Regions from separate parts of the Mus musculus genome. Here region 2 is linked to region 1. The links are chromatin contacts, called in public promoter capture Hi-C maps. All regions are on one chromosome and are shown on one strand. Each heading gives the region's core, a stretch centred on a gene start, on an enhancer-like site or on the middle of the called end of the contact. The rest is flanking DNA. Distances are from core to core; before and after follow the strand shown.

What was found. Promoter capture Hi-C pulls out the DNA fragments that hold promoters and counts their contacts.
Region 2: a contact with region 1 is called in a promoter capture Hi-C map of embryonic stem cells, with 2.6 times the contacts expected there. The contact joins the promoter of Vmn2r56 here to the promoter of Zfp606 in region 1. A contact is called at or near these places in 1 of 39 promoter capture datasets (embryonic stem cells) and 3 of 115 datasets of contacts at active chromatin or transcription factors (embryonic stem cells, extraembryonic endoderm stem cells and large pre-B cells).

The regions. Positions count from the first base shown.
Region 1 is chr7:12,476,166-12,480,204 of GRCm38.p6, forward strand. Zfp606 (zinc finger protein 606) reads left to right here and starts at 2,140. Exons shown (of 7, transcript NM_026112.4): 1 at 2,140-2,541; 2 at 3,499-3,581. The coding sequence starts at 3,551.
Region 2 is chr7:12,731,334-12,735,248 of GRCm38.p6, forward strand. It overlaps Vmn2r56 (vomeronasal 2, receptor 56), which reads right to left and starts at 1,772. Exons shown (of 6, transcript NM_001104648.1): 1 at 1,488-1,772. The coding sequence starts at 1,772.

The DNA.
Region 1 (4,039 bases), core at 890-3,389:
GGTAACCCAATCACAAAAGAAGTCACTTGATATGCACTCAGTGATAAGTGGATATTAGCCCAGAAACCTAGAATACCCAAGATACAACTTCCAAAACACAATAAATTCAAGAAGGAAGACCAACTTGTGAATACATCATTCCTCCCTAGAATAGGGAATAAAATATCCATGGAAGGAGTTGCAAAGACAAAGTTTGAAGCTAAAATGAAAGGATGGACCATACAGAGACTGCCCCACCCGGGAATCCATCCCATAATCAGCCACCAAATGCAGACACTATTGCATATGCCAGCAAGATTTTGCTGAAAGGACCCTGATATAGCTCTCTCCTGTGAGGCTTTACCAGTGCCTGGCAAATACAGAAGTGGATACTCACAGTCATCTATAGGATGGAACACAGGGCCCCCAATGGAGGAGCTAGAGAAAGTACCCAAGATCTGAAGGGGTCTGCAACCCTATAGGTGGAACAACAATATGAAGTAATCAGTACCCTCAGAACTCATTCTCTAGCTGCATATGTAGCAGAAGATGGCCTAGTTGGCTATCATTGGGAAGAGAGGCCCCTTGGTCTAGCAAACTTTATATGCCCCAGTACAGGGAAAGCCAGGGCCAAGAAGTGGGAGTGAGTGGGTAGGGGAGCAGGACGGGGGTAGGGTATAGGGGACTTTTTTGATAGCATTTGAAATGTAAATGAAGAAAATATCTAATAATAAATAATATCTTTTTTTCTCAATCTCTACTGATTGAAAGTTTTGCTGGGTATAGTATAATAGAGCTGGCATTGGTAGTCTCTTACTCTTTAGATTTTCATATCAGGTCTCTACATGTCCTTCACTGGCTTCCTCTTGTTACCTGAATAAAATTCAAACCATAGTTCACAACTTAGAGAACAATGGGACTTGCCTCAGTTTCCTCAAACCACCTTAATGCACCACCCCCTGATGCTGCCTCTGTACCCTGAAGCTCATCTCATTTCACTCCTACTCCTAGACTCCAATCTCCTCTAACAGGAAAAGGCCAATTTGGCTTTGAGGCCTTAACACTTGCTGTTCTCTATGCTTAAAGATGTCTTCCTCATACAGTCACTAGGTGGTTTCTTTTCTTTCAGATCTGAACACAATATCACTTTTGGATACCAGCCACCTCTGAGTGCCTCTCCCCAAAATCTCAATCCAAACACCCTGTTTTGTTTTCTTTATACTAATACTACCTAAAGATCTTTGACTTTGTTATTTTAAGTCTGTGCAGAAAATCTCTCTGTTCTTGTAACTGTATGGAAGAAAGAAATTTGCAGTTTCTTAGGGTTTAGTAATGATACATGTATTTGCTCAAGAAATACTAGCAAAGAAGTGTCTCAAACTGCAAGTTACTATGCCTTTTGCAACTGACGTTTCTTAAGACCAAGAGACAAAAGGAAAGGGGAAAAGTTAGTTCAAAGCTATCACTTTACATTTTCAGGGACTGATAATAAAGAACCTTTATTGTCTTTTAAAGATGGTAAATTTTATGAAATTCAATCACTTAATGCCAGTTTCAAAAAATTCAGTATGTCAGTATAAAACAGGATATGAATTTACGTTCCAAAATAAGACTTGATGGCTCTGTTCAAGTTTGAACTCTCATGTCATATTTGATCTAAAGGCATCAGGAAACAAAAATGAAGATAAAGATTATGGTTTGTATATTTTTGTCACCTCCAAAACTCATGCATTGAAATTTAATCTCCAACAATCATATGCAAGGGGCCAGTCAGAATTATGTTCTTCGTCTAAAAATAAAATAAAGGTATAATAACAACCACGTTCTCAATTTTGTCAAGGTTGAGGGAAGTGCTTCCTAGAGATCACTCACCCTCATCAAGCTCCGACTTTAAAGTAGCTACCTTGCTTGAGCTGCAATTTTACTGAGACTCAAACTGAGGTCCTGGCCTACCAAACTATCCTGCTGTCATCACCTGGGGAGTGATGGCAAATGAGAGAACCACCGCCCTTCTAGGCCTCGGAAACAAGCGGAACCTAAGAGTCTGGGTGCTTCAAGAGCGGTACTTGGGAAGAATAGGCTCTGAAAATGGCCTTGGCCGACTTCCGGTAGCAGCGAGAAGCGCGTCTCTTTGAAACTACAACTCCCAATAGTCCTCGCGGTGTGTCCTGGTCGACTCTGGGGGGTGCGGCCGCCATTGTCCGCGGCCAAAGTAAGGCCTTATTCCGGACCGAAGGGCTACCGATGTCGTTGTCACGGAGAGCCTGGCAGGTCGTTGGAACGGCCACGGAGAAGCGGCGCCTGCGGCCAGGGCTGGCTCAGTGCCGGGGTGCAACGGGTGCCTTCTCTTCTCTCGCCGACTCGGTGCCCCCATTGCCCTCGACCCTCCAGGTCCCGGGTCTGGGTGCGCTGTTTCTACAGACTGGGAAAGGCCGGCCCTAGTGGGCCGAGTCGGCCAGGCCTGGGACGTTGTCTCGGTGCAGGACAGAAGCCAGACGCTCGGTGCAGCAGCCCCGAGCCAGCTCAGCCGCAGTGCAATCAGGGCCAGTGGCCGCGAGCCAGGTAAGGCGGGAAGCTTGCTGAAACCAGCGCCTGGAGCGACCTGGTTGCGGAGGCCCTGAAGGAGAGCCAGGCTCTTAACCGGTCCCTTCCAAGCAAAGATCTGTAAAGGGCGTCAAACCTGACTTGGGAAAGGCTCAGGTTCTTTTAAATTTGAAGTGACAAGAGGGTGTGTGTGTGCTGTCCCGTTAGGGTGTGCGTGCATGGTTCTTGCAACTTGCTTGCCTTGAGTTATGGGGGGGGGGGGGGGGGGTGTAGGATTCTTACAACTTGCTTGCCTTGAGCTTTGTTTGACTCAAATCCTAGGGTATCTGAGTCTCTCTCTGTAAGTGTGCCAGTGCTTAGTACCAAACTCAGTACCAAGCGGTTGCGGACCTCACACAAAGACCCGGAATCCATGCATTTGTGGGGTCTGACTCTAGACTTTTTTTTTTTTTTTTTTTTTTTTTTTTGTCTCTGACGCGACTACGGGAGGGGAGAGGGGATCGATGGGCTTGAGTCTGGAAGATCTTGCAGGTGGTGATGGCTGTTGTTTGGCTTTAACCTTTGCAGACGATCACACTTTATCCCAAAGTGTGTCTGTGTCAGTGATAACTATGTGGTTAGTATTAGGTATCTTCTTCAGTGGCTCTCTATCTTGGCTTTGAGACAGGGTCTCTTTCTGAACCAGGAAGCTTCTAATTCCACTCTATTGACTTGTCAGAAATTCCCAGGGATTCTCCTGTCTGCCTCCCCATTGCTGGTATTACTTGTGCTCCACTTACTGCACAATGTGTGTGTGTGTGTTTGTGTGTGTGTGCGCGCGCGGTTTTTTTGTTTGTTTGTTTTTATCATGCTTCTTAGGGGTCTTGTTAACTTTGTGGATGTGTTCTCTTTGTTTTTGTTCTCGCTGGACTTTTTGTGAGACTGGACCAATTTTGCCTTTTTTTTTTTTTTTTTTTTTCTTCGCTTTGTCTCTAGGCTGATACTTGCAGTGCTCCTGGGCAGGACCCTGGCTGGTTAATCCTCAGGAATGGCTGCCATCAACCCATGGCCCTCCTGGGGTGAGTCCAAATCTTGCTTTTTTTTTTTTTTTTTTTTTTTTCCTCTGCACCTTTCCCTACAGGAGGCTTACTGTAGGTCAGGGCTGAGAAAGGGCTGCCAGCTTTGGGAGATAATAGACAGTCTAGCTGTCTTGGTACAAAATTAGAACAGGGTAGTCGTTAAGAGGAAATGTATTCGTAAACAACAAGGTAAGTTTTGTATATTTGATAGTCAGCTTCTAAAACGGACCTCTATAAGATATTCTAGTAACTCATAGAACTCTTTTGAAGACAATATATACAGTCAAAATGTTTTTAGTTCTCTTGTGTTTTTCACCGTTAATACTGTATTTCACTTATTAATATTAATCTGTATTTTTAAAACAATGTTAATAATGATATGTGATAGTTTTATCTTTGTTTTCATCACCATAGACATCAAGGCAGTATCCTACTTAAAATTAAGAATTAGGTGGTGA
Region 2 (3,915 bases), core at 522-3,021, 250 kb after region 1:
AATAAATAATTTAAAAAAAAAAAGATGCTGCCACAGAAGTTCTCAAGACGGCAGGAACAAGGGTGAAAAAAGTTACCAATTCCTGAGCAGGAAAACCCACCAGTCCCCGAGCTTCCCACAAAAAACTACCAATCACTAAACAAGAAAATCCACCAATCTCTGAGCTCCCTAAGCTCAGGAATTGAAATTCCTCCAATCCTTAATCTGGGAACTTCCGCCCTGAAAAGGTCTGGCACCTAAGAGAGTCTGTATAACACCTGCTCTTTGTTTAATTCCCTACTGTCTACACGTGGGAGCAGAAGCAGCCACTCCTGAGTTCATTCCTCCTCCCCGGGATCCAACAGATCTCTTTTGTGAGCTATGCTGGCTGATGTGACTCTCTCTTTGGAAGAAGACAAGGAACAATGAAGAGACGGGAAGAAACAAAGAAGTAGGGTGGAGCTGAGGTCCTCAGCTCAGCCGGGGTACCCTCCCCTAGGAGCTACAACACCTCTGCTGAGGAGGATTCCTCTCAGAGCTGTGTGGGTTCTGAGATCTCCTGGAGGTTCTTGGGCTCCTATATCACAGGATGCCCTTCCCTTGGGACATTGTCCCGCCTCAGAGGTTGTTCCTAGGCTCCTGTGTCTCAGAATCCCCTGCATTGTACCTTCTCCCTTCAGAGTTGCGTGGCCTCCTGGGCATCTGAATCCCCAGATTCCCTTCCATCCAAGCAGAAGCAATTACACCACCAAGCCTACAAACCTGAGTTTGATTTCCATCCAAGCAGAAACAATTACACCACCAAGCCTACAAACCTGAGTTTGATTCCCAGAACCAACATAGTATAAGAAAAAAACCTGACTCCCAAATGTTGTCTTCTGACATCCAAAAGGCACAATGGCACTGGTGTGGAGTACACACACACACATACACATTCTTTCTCTCTCTCTCTCTCTCTCTCTCTCTCTCTCTCTCTCTCTCTCTCTCTCTCTCTCATTTAATAATAATAATAATAATAATAATAATAATAATTAATAATAATAAACAAAGTGTTGGAGAGACAGGTAAGTGGTTATGACTACTTGCTGCTCTTTCAGAAAACCTAGGTTCAAAGGTTCAAAACACAGCACCCTTGTGACAGCTAAAAGTCATATGTAACTTCAGTTCTAGGGAATCCAATGCCCTCTTCTGATTTCCATGGGTACCAGGTACCCATGTGGTACATACATATACATGAAGACAAGATACTCATACAATTAAAAATAAATAAATCCATTAAAGTATTTTTAAATAGAAAAAAGGAAAATGTCTCTGTTTTTTTGTCAATGCAGGGGGATGATAATTATTTCTAAATTATCAATACATGGAGGAGAGAACCATGTTGGACATGGGGAGAATATTTCAGGGAAGCTGGCTCCTCAGCAGAGCTGCTCACTGCTGTGACCATCACCGTCATCATTAAGAGACTGCACCACATTCACTAAACAATAAGGCGTTGTGCAACTCACCTGGGGAAACTTGTACAGCCCCAGAAGTCTGGCCATGGAGACAGACAGGGATGACCGTGTGTCCCCAACCAAAGCAGCCTGAGGAGAGCCATGCTGGCATGTGTAGTTGGGGATGGGCTCCTCCTGCCCTGTGAGAAAGCCCATTGTTTCATAGAGGGCTCCATGCGCTGAGTCCCCAGAGTTTCGAATAGAGAAGCCCAGTGTCAAATTAGGCAACAGGTGAGTACTCCTATTAATCTCCTCAATGGCAAAGACGAAACTCTGGGCCACCCGGTAGCCCCACATGGAAACGCTGAGGGAAAGAGAAGTCCACATTTATCACTCATTATGTGGTAAATGGAACAAGAATGAACACTGTGACTCAAGTGATCTGAGTAAAAATGTACATCTCCTCAAATACTTATACAGAGATGTGCACAGAACATTCAAGAAGAGTCAAAGGGGAGCCAGAGGGAAGGCAGAGACAGTAACCAAAGGGAGAGGGAGAGTTTCAGAAGACAGGAGGGACATTTGAAGATCTATCACATGAGCTTTGTTTGGTAGCATACTTGTTTAATCCCACCACTCAGAAAGAAGATCTCTGTGAGTCAGAGACCAAAGCACAGTCTACATAGCTGGACCCAGGAAGCCAGGCCTACACAGAGACACCCTGACTCAAAAAAAATAAGAAAAATAAATCTATTGAATACTATGGTTGGTTACAATTACGGTTAACTATTCATAATTGATGAAAATAAGTGCCAGAAGGTATGGGAAAGAGCTGTGAAATGCTGCCTTCAAGACATGACTCAGGCATTACAGACATGGTCTCACAACAACTGCAGTTGCCTGAACTTCACAAGGAGTGCCAGATTAGTTATAGCACAAAGTGAGATACAATCAAGCACACAACAAAAAATCATTTAAAGTGATGTTAAATGTGAAGTTGCAGAAATAGAAGTCTCTTGCAATTGTGGTTGAATACAGAATGATAGTAGTTACTTTAGAAAATACTCTTATCAACTGTTTTTTACTCAGGTCACATTATGTACCCCAATCTTGCCTGAAATTAACAATCCTCCTGCCTTAGCTTCACAAGTCCTCGGAGTACAGTCAAACAACCCACACTCAGCCATTGCTGCAATTTTTTTAAAAAGCTAAATATAAACATTAAAAAATAATAAGAAGAACCAAAAAAAACGCTATTCTGGGAACTGCTATGTGCAACAATATGTTGGAAAGGCTGGGACAAAAATGGACACAAAATGGTTGTGGATATGGCTCGGTTCATGGAGTTATATCCTCATTAACTAAGTGTAGTAGTACACCCTATTACCCCAGGACTCAGAAGATGGAGGCAGGATAATCAGAAATTCAACATCATCTTTAACTAGTGAATTGGAGGCAACATGAGACTCTTAGAAAAAAAAATAACAAGCAAGGGGAATGCAGTAGAGAGGAACCACAGGGGCTGGTGACTGATAAAAAAAAAATCTATTGATTACAGTTATTCATTTAACAAGCATGCCTACCTGGACCCTATTTAAAGAAGCAAGGGTATAAAAGGATCAAGAATCCACACCTGACCTGTGGAGCACATACATTTCAGCCAATGAGCACCCTAGATTTCAGTCTGGTACAAATAAAAAAGAAAGATGGAGAGAGGTGATATAAAAAGAAAGATGGAGAGAGGTGATATAAAAAGAGAGCAGCAGAGCTACTGCATTTACACAGAGAAAGGGCGTGGCCATGTAGCTGGGTCTGAGAATGAACCTTTATCCAAGGCTTTGCACAACCTTGTAGAGCTGCTTCTGGCTTTCAGAGACCCCCACCCCTCATCCAGCACTTACCTTGAAGTCTGCAGCCCAGCTGGCGGGGCAGTGAAATTAGATAGGGTACCATTAGAGAAGCGAAAGATGGAGAAGCTGCCCCCCACGATTACATCTCCAGGACGATCAAAATGAGGGCTCTGCCTTGGCAACAGCCAGGCTCTTGCTCCAGAAAGGGCAGAGCCAGAGGGACAGCCAAAGAGAACAGGAAGGAGAGTACACAGCCACATGCCTGCTAGGGGGTCAGACAACCAATGACAGGACAGCCCCATATGGGGCAGTGGCTAACATTGAAGGAGGCTTTTATCTGGGAGAATGCCTTTGATCAACTGCCTGAGGCCAAGACCACACTGGGAAGTCTAGGTTTGTAGGCTGTGTGGAGAACATTGATCATGAGGTGATGGAGATGAGTGGTCACTAAATCCCAGAGTCATTAAAAGTTGTATCCCCTTCTCCTGAGATTTCCTAGCCTTTCTTTACCCTAGATCACATCTACTGACTATAGGAAGGGTGACAATGGGTCTGACTGTCTCCTGGGGAACTTGCAGGCCCAAGAACAGCTGTGGCCAGGGCGCTCAGGGCACTGTCTTGGAGAAAAGCTGCAGATGGGTACAGGAAGC